2 separate regions of the Sus scrofa genome follow, and region 2 is linked to region 1. The links are chromatin contacts, called in public Hi-C maps. All regions are on one chromosome and are shown on one strand. The core of a region is the stretch at or near the end of the contact, and the rest is flanking DNA. Distances in the headings are between cores, read along the strand shown. Region 1 overlaps FAM83F (protein FAM83F). Region 2 overlaps CACNA1I (voltage-dependent T-type calcium channel subunit alpha-1I).

Region 1 (7,643 bases), core at 1,948-4,447:
AGGTTCTTAACCCACTGAGCCACAGCGGGAACTTCCCAGGCACATGTGTCTTGCTTTTCTGTCCCCACCTTCCCAGCTTCACCTGGAGTTCCTCCCACGTGAATAGGAACCTCCTGCTTCTCCTGACGGGGCAGAACGTGGAGCCCTTTGATGTGGAGTTCCGGGAGCTGTACGCCATCTCCGAGGAGGTGAACTTGTACCAGAAGCTGGGCCTGGCGGGAGGCGCCGGCAGGCTCGGCCTCAACTACTCCTCCACCGTGGCTCGCAAGCTCATCAACCCCAAGTACGCCCTGGTGGCAGCCAGCCGCCAGCCCCCGGGAGAAATGATGCGCTCGGCTGCCCGGCAGCAGCGAGAGGTCTGCAGCCACCCAGAGGGGCAAGAGGAGGGCGGCAGGGGCAGCGAGTCAGCCCGGCGCCTGGAGAACTTCCTGCACGACCTGGTCACACTGCAGCAGGTGCTGCCCCCCGTGGAACCCGTGCCCTCGGGAGAGCTGACGAGGAAGGACAGCAGGGGGGTCTGCCACCTGCGCGCGGACCCAAAGCCCAAAGCCCCAGAGGCACTCGCCCGACATGGCAAGGGAGAAGCTGCCAACGGGGAGGCCACCCCGGCCAAGGAGGGCAGGCGCTTCAGCAGCAGGTTCTTCAGCCGACGGTCCAAGAAGACCGCAGCCCCCAACGGCACGGCCAGCGCCCTGCCCGCCGAGACCTTTGCCGAGGTGGATTTTCAGGTGGGGAAGAGGCCCAACGAGGGCTCCAGTGCGGATGTCTCAGGTGAGCCCCTCCCACCAGGCCCGGGCCCCCCAGGCCTCTGGCCCTGGCCGGGCATGTTGCTATATCTCAGAAAGGCAGCTTGCTGGCGGAGAGAGAGCAGGAGCTCTGGGCCAGATCGTCCTCCCTGCCCCTCTGCTCTGGCCTTTGACTGCTGGTGGCCTGGGACCAGCCCTGCAGGTCAGAGTTTCAGTTTCCTCTTCTCCAAAAGGGGAGAATGATGCCTGCTGTGTCCCGCTGTTCTGGGGGATATAACACGCTCAGAGCAGGGCTGGACGCAGAGGAGCCCGAAAGCTCTTGTCCCCACTAGAGGCTGGGCAAGGTTCTCCTTTGCAAATGAGGAAGCAGGGGCTCAGCGCAGGGGAGGGGCAGGCTCCGCCCCGCCTCTGAATCTGGGGTCATTCTAGCAAAGCCTGTTCCTTGCCAGATTAGTTGTCCTTGGGATTTGACCTGGTCACACACACCCTGCCAATGTCCTGACCCACTTTCCCCGTTTCTGTCGTGAATAGTTGAGGGGGCTCCCCGTGTTTATTTGCTAAGTGGTGGTTGCCACACCGCCTACTTCTGCGAAAGAGTTCCTGGTGGTGGTACAATCCCTGCTGTCTCTCTGGGATCCCCTAGAGGTCCTGCCTTTGTCTCTTTCTCTGGAACAGTCTCCAGAGTAGGCCTTTCTGGCTGGTGGTGACAGCCAGGGCCGTTGCTGGGACTTTTCTCAAGTCAGCATCTCTGAACTGAACCAGTTTCCAGGTTGGGATTTCTTCCTCCAGGGCTGGGGGGCTTTGCAGCAGTGCGTCTGGGCTCCCTGGCTGACCAGCAGTGATGGCGGGGCCTTGCCTTGGGCAGCCTGAGTGCTTCCAGGCCTTCTGTGTCCCCTAAAGCCCCAGCTCTGATCTGACGTGGCAGGAGTGCAAGGATCACAATTGTCTCTCCTCCACTGATTCCCCAGCCCTGCCATAGCACTTAGACTGAGTCTCTGAAAGTTAGGACAGGCCTGGATGCAGCAGGAGTGCCAGTGCTATAGCTGCTTTGGCCAGGAAGCATTTATTGAGCGCCACTGTGTGCAGGTCCTTTACGGCACGCTCTCTCTCTTCCTTAGCCCTCACATCACCCGTGGAGGTGGCAGATGGAATCTCAGAGAGGCGAATTAATAAAGTGGTCCCAGGACACAGTAAATGGTAGTGTCCTGTCAGGGAGGGAGGGTAGCCAGCCCGCCCCATTTCCCCACCCGCACCGCCCCCCCCGGGCTCCCTGGCTCCCCCAACACCAGATGCTGCTGCAGCGCTGCACCTCTTGTTTGGAGGAAGGGTTGCCATGGTGAACACCTGGCAGGGAAGGGGGGAGGGGTGAGCCCAACCACAAAAGGGGCTGCTGCCCAGGTCCTGACGGGAGGTGAAGTGGAAGCGTTCTCGTCCTCCCCCCCCACCTTGAGGTGCTGTTTCCATAGAAACAAAAAGGCATTGTTTTATCCCTTCCTGCTTCCTTTGGTGAGTCTCAGCATCAGGTTCCCCTGCTTGGGTGACTTGGATGGTCACTGACGCTGCTGCTGCCCTCTGAGTGTTCGCACAGGGTGCCCAGGAGCCAGTCAAGCAGAGAGGGGCCGTGCCCTGTGCAGGCGTCTCTCCTGAGTGCCTGGCGCCCAGAGGGAGACTGAAACGGAGAGAAAGGCGAGCGCCAGAGTGTGGCGGCAGCCAGCACATAGAGGGACGCCCCGCGAGATCGCCCTGTTCCTTCTCCATCCTTTAGGAGAAACACAGTGGCCTCAGGCCGCACAGCCTCTGTGCATCTGGATGGGCCTCCCACACCCAAGAGCCCGCAATTCAAGGCCCTAACGAGACCTTTCCTCTCCCTGCCACGTTCTTCGCTCAAAGGCAGGGCAAGAAGCAGAAGCCTCTTCCCCAAAGGCCCTCTGTGTGGCCTCCAGCCTCCCAAATGTCTGACTGCAGCTTAGTGCCTCCTCTCGGGCAGCAGGAGCTCATCAGTAGGATTCCATGCGCCAGAGGGTCAGGGTCCCGAGTGCACGGGGGTCCCCAAGGCTGGAACTAGCAATCCTAGTGCGCTTGGAACTGTCCCATGGCAGGAAGTCACTTTAGCCACCACCTTGGGGCCCCCACCCAGGGAGAGGATCCCCATCCTACAGTGAACATTCAGAGCATCGTCTGAACAGCCGTGGGATGGATCTCAGCTCCTGGTACCCCAGATACGTCTTTCTGTCTCCCCAGGGCTGTTTCCCAGTTGAGAAGAGGAGGGGTTGAGCCAGGGAGGGCTCCAGAGGTCCCTTAGAGCTTGAGCTCTGATTTTGACTTTGTCCTTGCTGTCTCTGCTGCCCTCTTGTCAAGCGAGAACCCGGGCCAATGACAGGGTAGGTGAAAGAGTGAAAAATAGAAAAGCCGAGAGCTGACAGCCTGTAAACTTGCTTGATAAGAAGTATATAGTTGTCAAACAGCACGTACATTTTTGCAAACACAAGTGTGGCCCTTGGGAGAACCTCCGGAAATCCTTTGCTTTAGGTCCGGCCATCCAGCCGCGGGCGGCCTGGTGGTTTGAAGGCCCACAGCCCCCTCTACTGGTGGAAGAGCCAAGCGCCCTTTCCTTCTGGTTTTTTCTTGCTCCTGTGCTTGGCGCCGTCAGCACCTTTCCTGAGCTGGCTACCCACACCCATCCTGGAGCTCAGGACTCTGGGGCAGTGATCCCAACCCCAGAGAAGAGCAGCCACGGCAGAGCCTTGTCAAAAGACAGTGAGGAGTCTCCTGCTGGACTGGGCTCAGGAATCTACATTTTAAACAAACACCCCAAGTGTTTTCAGAGCAGCATATTAGATGATGCTTGGACAAGGCTCCGCCCTGGAGGGGCCTGCCAGGTTGGGGGTGGAGGTTCCAGGTGATGTCCAGAAGCCCCTGCTGGTCCCCGAGGAAAACTCTCGGGATCCGGCCAATACGCTGGGGCCCCGTTAAGAGGAGGATGAAAGGCACAGGCCTTCCCTCAGTAGCAGTTGCTGGCCTGTGCTGGGCGGGCTCAGCGCTCAATCCTTTCACCCAGCGCTCACAGCCACCTTCCTGATGCCATCATTTTATAGATGAGACCTTAGCAGTAGAGAGAGACCAGCCCCTGTGCGCACCGCCACCAGTGGGAAAAGGGCAGTGTGGTCTCCTGCCTCCCAGGGCTTTGCCCAAAGCGAGGTGGTCTCTGGAATGTTACGGTGGGGACACTAACTGTTAGGAAGGCCCAGAAGCCTGGAACATGCCCGACCCTCCCCCGCTGTCCCACCCACGGAGAGGAGGAGGGGGTCGTTTCCGCCCCAGAGTGCCTCTGGGTCACCACTTTCCAAGGGCCCCTGAGCCCATGCTTAGCTCCCAGTGTTTTCCAAGGTGACTGCAGCCACAGGTGCCTTTCCAGAACTCTCCCAGAATCCCCCAATTTCTGCGTGGATGGGCCACCCTGGCTGCAGGGCGGCTGCTGGGCTCCTGGCTCTGGGAGCTTCAGACTTGCCTGTGTCATCCCAGTAGTGGAGGTCTCAGGACTGTCCTGGAAATCTGGGTCCCTGTCTGGGACGGACAGCTGGGGAGGGGCTTCTGGGTTCAGAGCTTCACAAGGGACTCCTCCAGTTGCAGGGGGAGCCTCCGCAATAGCTGTCTTGTCCAGAGCAAGTTTCACAGTTCAGTGTCGCTCCTGAGGTCAGGCCCCCACTGCTGTGCTCGGGCTGCACTGACTCCACGAGCCTGAGCACCATCACCAGCCAAGATCTTGGTCACACAGCACAGATGAGGGGAGCTGAGTGAGCATCCGAGGGACTGATCCCGCTCGGCTCTAGAGAAGAGGCAGGCGGTCCTACTCAAAGTGGCAGATGTCAAAATCCCCTGCCCTGCTGGTGTCTCTTGGGCCCCCCCCAGGGCTTCCATCACCCTCTGGGTGAGTGAGGGCGTGGATGTTACCCAATCAACATCCACTGATGCCCAGTCGTTGGTATTGGTATGAAACCTTAAGTGGCTTGTTGCCGCCTGATCATTCATTTCTTTCAACAAATATGCATCTGCACAGTGTCCGCTGTGCCAAGCACCACGCTGAGTTCCTGGGGCAGCGGGGAACAAAGTGAGCCAGCCCCTGCCCCTGTGGAGTGAATACCCTGCTGGGGGCGGGTGGGGGGGGGTAATGACCCTTTCCTACAGAGGGATGGAGGGAAGGCCTCTGACAAAGGGGCATTTGAACAGAGACTTGAATGAGGGGAGGGAGAGAACCATGTGGACATCCAGGGGAAGAATCTTCTAGAAAAGGGGAGTGCGAGGTCCTGAAACCTGTAGGGAGGCGGAGCCCACTGTCCTTGTCATGGCCGTCCATACCAGTGTCCCCACACCTCCTTCCGCCCTGACCCAGATCAGCCAGGTCCTGACCCCCAGCGGGTCCTGAGGCTCCCGCCCTTCCGGCAGGCCCCCTCTCCTCCACTTCCCGCCCTACGTCCAGTCTCACCTCACTGGTTTGTTGCTCGACTCTCTCTTGTGAGCCTCTTTTGGGCCACCCGTGCCACACATACTTTGTCAAAAAAGACATCTGGGGCTGCTGTCATATTCTCCTCTGTTAACCTGAGCAGGTGTGACCAGCCTCAGCATCTGCTGCGGGCGCCCACATGGTGCTCCCAGGCAGGGTCCGAGGAGGAAGGGTGGAGTGCGAGGGCTTGGTCCTCAGCCCGGCCTCCCCCCAGAGCTGTGGAGGTGCATCCTGAGCAGGAAGCTCCTCTCCAGGCTCCCGTCCGGCCTCGTTGACGATGGGAGCGTGTGAAGCACGCCCTACCTCTCAGGAAGCGGCTCCCCAGGTCCGGCCGCCCCAGCCCCGGCCACGTTCCTCCCCAGCTTTAGGAGCCCAGACCGATTTCCTTACCTGCCTCTGGGAGGACTCAGCATCTGCTCGTAAGCCCAGGCAGTGAACAAGCTGCTGAGGAGAGGAAGCGGCACAGGGCCTGTCCTCTGGCAGCAAGGGGGCTGGCATGCCATCAGCAGAGCTGCACCAGGGGTGGCCTCAGCACGACCCAAGCTCCTGGGCCCTTAGAGCCCTGGAGGAGTGGGACACAGTCGCCACAGCCCCTCCCTCCTTCTCAAAGCTCCAGGAGGCTCTGGTCTCCATCAGCGCGTCCCTGCACAGGGGCGGTTAATGGTGCAGCCCGCCCAGGAAGGGCTCTTTGCAGGCCTGTTCAGCGCCTAACAGCCCAGGAGAGGAGGTGGGCGCCACCTTAATTAAATTCACAGCCAAGGTGATACAGGAAGGCAGTCTGAGATGACTCTGGAGTGGGGAGGAACTGGCAGCAAAGAAGCCAGCAGTGTCGCCTCGGAGACAGGCGGCCAGCGCCCCAGGAGCATGTGGACCCTCAGCCTCGCAGCCCCCTTCCCTCCACAGGTCCCAGGGCAGGAGTCCAGGGGGCCTCTGCTGAGGATTGTAAATGGAAGGGCCTGGGAAGAGGAGAGCCGGCCTCTCGCCCCGCCTTTCCTCCCAATGACGTGTGTCCTCTGCATCCTCCGCCTTAACGCTACATCCCCTAAGCGTGCCGTCTGCGCCCCGGGGCCTGGCTCTCCATCTTGTCCTCTTCCACTGGGTGGCCTGACTAGTGGAGCAGCTGAGACAGGACCTGGCCCTGAGAACTGGGGGACCCACCGCCCGGGCTGGAAGCCGGCCCGAGGATGCCTTCTCACGGCCCCGCCATCCTGAGGACTGAGGAGAGGGTGACTGCGTGCGCCTGTGAGCCGTGAGGCTGCATGTGGGGTCAGCTCCTGGTGAACGGCCTCTCAGCAGGACTTGTCATTGCCGAGGTCAGGACTTGTCATTGCCGAGGTCAGGGGAGCGCAGAGAGGTCCGGAGGTGCTCAGGACGGGGGGATCTTTCCTTTTGCTTCTCCGAAGACCCTACTAACCTGGTTTGCAGGTCGGCTGCTTGGGAGGGAGAGTGGCCCCGGCACCCAGACTGGAGGCGTGGGTGGTCACAGGAGAGGGGCTGCGGCCAGTCCATTGAGCACCTCACTCACACCCTCCCTTGCCGGTGCCCTTGTCTCTGCAGGTAAAACAACTCCCAGTCCTGCCAAAGCCAGCAATTGTGTGATCTTCTAAGCCGCACGCGGGCCTGCTGCGGCAGGACCTGTGGATGCCCCCGTCCTGTCCTGTGGCGAACACAGGACAAACCCTGCACCAGTTTGCACATCGGACCCCTCCTGACCTCCTGCCCCGGCAGCCTCATCCTGGCCTCAGGGACCCTGAATCGCAGATGTGAGAGTCTGCGGCATCTCAGGACCATTGCACACCTCCACAAGCGCATGGCGGCTGCGCAGGGGTCAGCCCTCGTTTACATGCTGGGGAAGCTCACCAACGTCCACGCTTCTTTATGTCCAGCCCCCTCCCTCCGCTGGGCCAGCCTCGCCCTGCAGCCCTGAGATGGGGTGAGCCCACATCTTCATACCTCACTCAACATGAGGGGGGCCCAGGGCAGCCCCCCGCCCCGCCTTCTCCTTCTCTGGGCTCCCTGGTGCTGCTGGTCCCCCGAGAGCTGTGGTGGAATAGAAGGCACGAGGACAGGGCTCTGAGCCAGGCACCCAGTCTTGCTCTGGCCTCTGAACGTGAGGCAGGAGGTGGGTGAGGATGGCGGCTGGGGACTGGCTGCTGTGGCCGTCCTGGCCTGTCCCTGCAGGCTCCTGCTCTAGACTCCGAATAGAATGAGGCAGCATTTGGTGCCATTGCATCAAATTTGAGAGTCCAGCACCGAGGCCTCCTCTCCCTCACCCAGCGCCACCTGGCAGGCTCCACCCTGAATGGTCCAGGCCTCCTAGGCTATTGCCTGCTGCAAGCCCACCTGGAGCCCCCTAGTGCCTTTACCTGAGGCGGCTCCCTCCCCTCCTGTGCCTT
Region 2 (7,643 bases), core at 3,269-5,768, 330 kb before region 1:
GTAGAGTGAGGACTGTGAGGCAGGAGCTGGACAGAGTATCTTGGGTGAGCGATGGCCCAGCCGGGCGGGGCAGAGAGGAGCAGATAGACGGCAGGCCTGTCCCCATCCTGGAGGGTCACAGGGAAAGCCCAGCGTCCGGCCCAGGCACCCTCAGCAGGGAGGGCACCAGGCAGGGGCCCCATCTCTCCTGTGCACCCCCTCCAGGCTCCCCATTTCTGTCCCAGGGGAAGGCAGGGGCCACGCGGCCACTGTCAGGCTCCTGGCCATGCAGCCCGCAAGCCCTGTGGCCTTTCCACATGTGCTGGGGATACGTGTGCATGTGCTGGGGTCACACACGGGCCTTTGTAGGCCATCCTGCATCCTGCATCTCCCCTCAGGCCTTGAGATCGGACAGGCGTGGGAACAGCGATGTGACAGGACAGTTGAGAAGAGACAATCCGGGGGGGACACGATAGACACACAGGGTATGGGTCACTCTCTGTGGGTGGGTTTCTGTAGATCTGTGTGTGTGTGCGTGTGTGTGCGTGTGTGTACGGGTGAGGGTCTCTCTATCCATAGGAAAAATGGTGTGCACATGTGGAGGTGTGGACACACATGTGGGTTGTGTGCATGTGAGAAGTGTGTGCACAAGTGGGGGGGTGTGCATGTGTGTGGGTTGCATGCACGTGTGAGGGTTGTGTGCACATGAGAAGTGTGTGCATGTGTGTGGGTGTGTGCACGTGGAGATGTGTGCATGGGGGTTGTGGGCGCATGTGTCTCTCCCCTCGGCCCCCCCACCTCACTGTGCACGTGAGGAGCAGGGTAGGTGGCTCCTAGTTATGGGTGGGGTCACGTCCAAGCCCCCAGGGCCAGTCCATCCAGTCTTCTGGAGGAGCGCAGGGTTGGGCCCTGTGCTCCTGGAGTTGCCAGTTTCGGAGGCTGGGGGCCCAGAAGGCCCAGAGAGGAGTTCGGGTCTTCCCTCAGGGCCTCCTTCTGCTACGAGGCTTCGCCGGGAGGCCCAGGGCGGCCGAGGTGGGGAGTTCTGTTCCTGCTCTGAGCTGGTTCCGCCTCTCAGTGGCAAATGAATCTTGACTCTTGCTTTCTCAGAACCTGGCGAGGGGGAGTTGTTAGAAGCACGAACCCTCTAGGATCCAAAATATACACAGTGCGCCCTCTGGAAAGGGACCGTAAGAAGAACTCCTGTTCGTGAGCAGCTTGATTAATAGGAGCCTCAGGCTGTTGGAGCAGGTTCACGGATCCCGACCCTCATTTAAAGAAGGGATGGTTTCCTTCCCAGGGCCACACATTCTGCCCGGAGTCACCTGGGAAGGAGTGACGTGGGGTGGGGGAGGGGGACGGACTCTTAGAAATGTCTCTTTGAGAAATTTGATTGGTTGCCTCCTTTTTTTCTAGGTGTTATTCTTTTTTTTTTTTTTTTTTTTGTCTTTTTGCCATTTCTTGGGCCGCTCCCACGGTATATGGAGGTTCCCAGGCTAGGGGTCCCATCGGAGCTGTAGCCGCTGGCCTATGCCAAAGCCACAGCAACGCCAGATCCGAGCCGTGTCTGCAACCTACACCACAGCTCGCGGCAACGCCGGATCGTTAACCCACTGAGCAAGGGCAGGGACCAAACCCGCAACCTCATGGTTCCTAGTTGGATTGGTTAACCACTGCGCCACGACGGGAACTCCCCATTTATCTTTAGAGCTGTTTCTACCCTGGGACTTGTTCTTTTCAGCAATAGACTGTAGCTTTCACTTTGGCCACTAGATGGCAGGCTAGAGAATTGGGACCAGGCGAAGTCAAATTATGGGTTATTAATTGCAAAGGTGTGGAGAGTGGGGTGGCTGCCTGCAGGTTAAAAAGTAGTTTAAAAATACGATCAGCCAGGAAGACTCAGTTGTGTTGGCAGAGAATGTAAGTTCTGCTTCTTAGCTCTGCCGGGAGGCTGCTGTGTGACCTGGGAAGCCCTTTGGTGTCTCTGTGCCTCAGTTTCCCTACTTGCCCAAAGGAGGAGGAGGGACTGGTTCGATGCGTGGTTCTGACTTTTTCCAGGATGCATGGGGCACCTAGGAGTGGTGGTGTTCTTTACAGAAGCCCATAAAATATGTTCCTCCACCCTCGCCCCCTGTAGGTCTGTCCTGGCCACTTGACCACTGATGGGTAAGGGAAGCAGTGGGGAGAGGGTTGGGAAGAAGCTCCAGGCTGCCAGGCAGGAGACTGGGCTCTGGTTCCTTGCTGTGTGACCTTTTCTAAGTCACTATCCCTTTCTGGGCCTTGGCATGATGGGGTGGGATTGTCTCTGAAAGCGCCCCTTCCTGGCACCAGCTGACTCCAGGCCTCACCCAGCCTACACACCCCTCAGGCAGCTGCAGGGCCTTCCAAAAGCCATTGGCCAAGCCATTTGAAAATGAAGAGTGCTTTTTTTTTTTTTTCCCTCCAGTAAGAATCTAGGGCAGTTGCTGCTAAAGCCTGAGCCAGCTGAGTCTGAGCTGCTGGCCCACATCTGCACCTGGCCACGCACCCCCTGGCCCGGGCTGCAGAGGAGGTTGGGAGGGAGGCCTGGGGAGCTGGGTCGCTGCCAGGAAGGCCGAGCCTCGCCCAGGCCACTGCCCACCTTTAGAGCCCCGTCCATCCAGCTGACAGCCCCTGGGTCAGAGCTTTTTGCTCCTTTTCCCAACCTTCTTCCTTTCCTTTTAGTGCAAAGGTATCTCGGCTGCCCACTCCACCTGCAGGGAAGGACCCTTGCCCACATCCGAGGTCAAAGCAGAAAGGCCTCGTGGGCTGAAGTAATACTGTTCAGGCTCCTTGTCTCCCCACCTACCCCCAAGTTTGGTTCTGAATGCCTTTCACTGTCGGGGTACAGAGCTCTCGTGGTGCCAGGCCCTGTGCAGCCAGAGGGGGGCAGGTCAGGGCAGGAGGGAGGATAACACAGGGGTTGGTGCAGAGCGTGGATTCATGGCTCCGCCACCATTCTTGGAACTGTGTTAATTAGCTGTAGGACCCGGGGAAAGATTCTTCTCTTGCTTTGGACCCCTGTCTGCACAAGGGGGATGGCACGCACACCTCCACACGGGTTAGCCTGCAGCTCCGGGTGTAGAACAGGTGCCCTTGAACGGCCCCGCCCTGGCCTGCCTCGCAGAGGGCGGGTCCCAGCATCGGGGCTGCAGACTTTAGCGTCCAGATCAGTTAGACCAGGGTTTGTGCCTGGGATCTTGGCCAGTGGCTCCACCTCTCAGACCTCAGTTTCTGTCCATCCCACGGGGTCCCAGCCCTCCCTTGCCAGGCTGTGGGGCAGCAAGACATCCCCATGACCCCTGCTCCTAGAAGGGGCCCGTGAAGGTGCTGACCCTGTACACTGATCACGTGGGAGTCTCACGCTCTGCATCTGTTGGCAGAGGGGCCGGAGGACTTTCCACCTGCGCTTACACGATCTCAGCATCTTCACTGAGCACGCCTGTTGACTAAGGCTTGGGGTGCAGCTGAAGGCGGCTCTGGTCCCAAGAAGGACCTTGGACTTCAGACTATCTGTTCTTGGCACACACAAGGCCCACTCCCCCCCCACCCTGCCCCCAGCATGGAGGAAAGGTCTGGAAGCTCCCAGGGAAGGAAGGGAGGGAAGGCGGGTGGAGGGGAGGGGAGATACAGTGGAGGGGCCTGGTTTCCCCAGGCCTGCTGCCTTTCGGAAGGGATGGGGGCAGATGGGAGAACATCTGGCCAGAACATCTGATGAGAACTTGACCTGGGAACAGGACAGAGCAGCCGGGACTGAGAGAGAGGTGGGGTGGGGGTGGGGGGTGAAGCTAGTCGGGGAGGGAGTGATTCCTGGACGGGACGCCAGATCAGGGGAGGGAACCACTGTGTCTTCGTCCATTCATCCCAAGTAACATCCGCTGAGGGGCCATGGAGCCAGGCCTTTGGTCAGAGGTGGGGTCACAGGGAGGACTCAAGCCGGAGCTATGGGCCGGGGGGCACATGTGCTGTGATGGAGGTGTCAGGGGCCGGGGGGGACGGGCCACCACACATACTTTAAGGAGGCTGCACAGAGGAAGGGGGACAGGACATTTGAAAAATGCATAAGAGGGCAGCAGGGGCCACAGTGGGGGTGGGGACCTTCAGGGGGACAGGGCCAGGCCCACCCTGCAGGGTGTGAGCACTGACGGCCTTGGGAGGACACCAAGGCCTCCCCTGGGGTAGTGGGTGCGGGGTGCCAAGTCCTTGTCTGGGGATTGTTTCTTATCTCAGGGGTGGGCACTGAGGCTCCCCCCTTTAGCCCACAGGCCCCTCCCCGGCTGGGCTGGGGCCAGCAGCTGTGTCCTCAGCAGCCCGGAGGCGTGCAGCCTGGCCTGGCCTCCCAGCACCCACTGTGCCCTGATTAGTTGGCATCGGCCGTGGCAGGAGCAGCAGACGGCCTCTCCCGGCTACTCAGCGCCTTCCACTGACCTGGCCAGACCAGAGAGAGAGGGGAGCCCAGTGGCCAGCCACAGCCTCAGCGCCCCTTGCCTGGGGCCCGGCCCCCCTCCTTGGGCTGTGGGCTGTGCCCCTGGCAGAGGCTGGCGTGAGTCCGGCTCTTTCTACTTGAGCTGGCCTGGCAGAGCGGCCGTGCTAATCTGCGCTGACAGCTCCTGTCTGCAGAGAGCACCCTGGACCCCTGGGGAGCTGCCTCTTAGGAAATGCACCCCCATTTCCTGGGCCCCCTACTGCCATCCAGGGGCCCTGCCTGGCTGCTGCCCAGCTTCCCTTAGGGCAGAGGGTCTGGGCTGGGGGTCCCTGGTGAGAAGAGATGATAAGGTTGAGCAGCCCCATCAGTTTGCCCACCTGGCATCCATCTCCCCCAGCTCCTGGCTTTAAATGCCACCTAGAGATGAGTTCTACCTGATGCCACCCACATGACACTCCAGGCCATACTGCCCTCTCCTGAACCCCACACCTGAGCTTTTTTTTAAGGAAAATTTTAAATTATAGTTGATTTACCATGTTCTGTCGATTTCTGCTCTACAGCAAAGTGACCCAGTTATACATGTGTACACATTCTTTTTCTTCCATCGTCTTCCATCGTGTTCTATCACAAGCGATTGGATAGAGTTCCCTGTGCAGCACAGCAGGACCTCATTGTTCATCCATTTCGTCCCTGAGCTCTTACGAAGTGACTTCACACAGGCGACAGCAGGCACCCCTGGCTCCACACATCCCAGCGAGCCCCATCTCTGTGGGGGCTGCTCCAGGCCTCTGAGCTCTGGCCCCCACTTGGAGTTGCCCCGGCTCCTGTCTCCCACCCACAGCCACATCCCACCGCGGGTCCAACCTTCAAAACGTCTCTAGCACCCAGCCGAGACTCTGTCCGCTGCCCTCGTCATCTGGACCCAGCCAGATGTGCATTGTCAGGATGGCAGGTGACCGATGGCAGGGCCAGGCCAGGCGGGTCGGAGAGGAGCAGATGGACAGAAGCCCTGGTCCCCAGCCTGGAGGGTCCCGGGAAGCCCAGCATCTGGCCCTGACAACCTCCGAGAGGGCACTGGGCAGGGGCAGGATCTCACCTGGGCGCCCCCTCAGTGCTCCCCCTTTCTGTCCCAGGGAAGGCAGGGGCTGCCCCCCAGAGGCAGTCACCACACGGCCACTGTCAGGCTCCCGGCCATGCAGCCCCCAGGCTCGGCCCCCTTTCCAGAGATGTGTGTGTGTGTGTGTGTGCACACACACTGGGGTCACACATGGGCATTTGTACACTAGCCAGCAGGCTGTGTTCCCTAATGGGCCTCCGGCTCCGCCCTGGCCCACCGAGTCCACTTGGTCCTTTCGAACCTTCTTCCAACCACGCCTCTCCTCCTCCCACGACACTCGATGTGAGTAGAAGCCAGCGTCTCAGGCTCACCTGCCGGCCGCCCCTCACGGCTGGCGCTCTCACCTCCTTCGAGTCTGTTCTGTGCGTCCTGCCAATGAGGACTTCGTTGATCCCTATTTTATACCAGCCGGGACCCCCCCCCGCCCCACCGGCACGCCCCATTTCCTCCCCAGTCTCTCCATTTTTTCCTTTTTTCTTCTTAAGGCTGCACCTGCGGCATATGGAAGTTCCCAGGCTAGGGATCAAATCAGAGCTGCAGCTGAGGCCTATGCCGCAGCCACGGCATCACCCGATCCTAAACCCACAGAACGAGGCCAGGGATTGAACGGTATCCTCATGGATCCTAGTCAGGTTCTTAACCTGCTGAACCACAGTGGGAACTCCTACTTTCTGTTTGTTTAGTACTTACCACCCAATAAATGAGGAACTTATAATAATGTTTGCTGTTTCTCTGCATGTCCCTCCCTCCCCTGGCCTAGAATGTCTGCCTCACAAGGCCAGGGGACTTGGTCTTTTTTTTTTTTTTAATTGATATTTCCCTAGAGCTTAAAACAGCGCCTGGCGCATAGTGGGTCCTCACTGCATGTTTGTTGAATGGATCCATGCATCCATCCATCTCTCCTCCATTCATCCCGCTGCTCACCTTGGAGGGGCCGTTCTGTGCCAGGCCCTGGGCAGGACTGGAGGGTGCGAAGCATCCCAATGGGCCTCATACGCCTGGTTTGCGGGGGGAGAGGAGGGCAGAGTTGTGCCCTGGTGAAGGCCGACCCTGTACTAAGAGCTGCGACGGAGGGAGGGCAGGGCTGAGGCAGCTCCTTGTAGGGGCCTGAGCCCAGCCTGGGGACCAGAAGAGGTGAGCATATGGCCAAGGCCTAAAAATGGAGGAGAGATGGCCCTCTGAGGGTGTGAGGGGGCCCGGTGGTGATCCAGAGCCCGGGCTTTCTAGCAACTGGAAGTGGGTCCGTCCAGCTCCAGCCTGGACCCCGTCCTGTCTGGTGAAGTGGACCCAGCGCTGCCCCCAGCGCGGTAGTAACAGGAACCCTTGTGGTGGAGAGTGGGGGTGTCGGGGGGGCAGGGTGTGCGCAGGGGGGAGTGGGGTTCCTGGGGGCATGTGCAGTCTGACTGAGGGAGGTGAGGCTGGGGAGACAGACCGGGGCCTGACGGGTGGGGGGCTGTGAGAAGGGCAGGTGGGATATGGATTTGCACTTTCCCCTTGGGGGAGGATGGGCCGCTGGGGGCTTCTGCCTTTGGGGACCGTCCCCCTCTGAGTGGCCTTGGAGTATTCCTGAGGCCAGACAGGAGCCACTGTCCTTTTCTGTAGATGAAGCCACTTGCCCAGAGAGGGCAAAGCTCTGCCTCAAGGCTGCCCAGCCAGGACTGGGGCCCGGTGTGCGACCCCGGTGTGCTGTCTTGGGTTGGTGCTCTGGCTGCTGCTCAGGGTGGAGGTTCCACTGGCTGTTCTGAGGACTCTGGGACCCCCTTTCCCCTTAGGTGGGAAGCAGGGCCCTCAACCACACTCATGGGTCACCTGCAACCTGCCCCCGTCATGGCCCACCTGGTCCCCAGCCGAGGCCGCAGGCCTGAAAAGTCACACTGGGAGAGCAGAACTGGGTAAGATCAAGGAGAGCCGTCGGGGAACTAGAGGCAGGAGGCCTTCCCGACTACCTGGGGTGAGAATCAGAGAAGGCTGCCTGGAGGAGGAGGCTCTGGCCTGGGGAAGGTATGGAGGGAGATGAGTAGAAAGGATGGTCCGAGGTGGGTGGTGACGGGTCTTAAAGGCAGTTTCTGCCTCTTTCTCTCCATCGTCTCTCTTCTGCCTCAATTC

What was found. A called contact is a pair of places that touch in the nucleus more often than the background predicts.
Region 2: a contact with region 1 is called in a Hi-C map of omental adipose tissue, with 2.4 times the contacts expected there. A contact is called at or near these places in 1 of 5 promoter capture datasets (liver), 27 of 47 Hi-C or Micro-C datasets (adipose tissue, alveolar macrophages, blood and 14 more) and 1 of 2 datasets of targeted methods (alveolar macrophages).

Annotation. Positions count from the first base shown.
Region 1 is chr5:8,324,620-8,332,262 of Sscrofa11.1, reverse strand. It overlaps FAM83F (protein FAM83F), which reads left to right. Exons shown (of 5, transcript XM_005663777.2): 4 at 77-771; 5 at 6,805-7,643. The coding sequence ends at 6,854. Among named protein-coding and RNA genes, the nearest start is that of TNRC6B, 17 kb to the right of the region's middle.
Region 2 is chr5:8,653,391-8,661,033 of Sscrofa11.1, reverse strand. All of the region lies in intron 6 of CACNA1I (voltage-dependent T-type calcium channel subunit alpha-1I), which reads left to right. Among named protein-coding and RNA genes, the nearest start is that of CACNA1I, 46 kb to the left of the region's middle.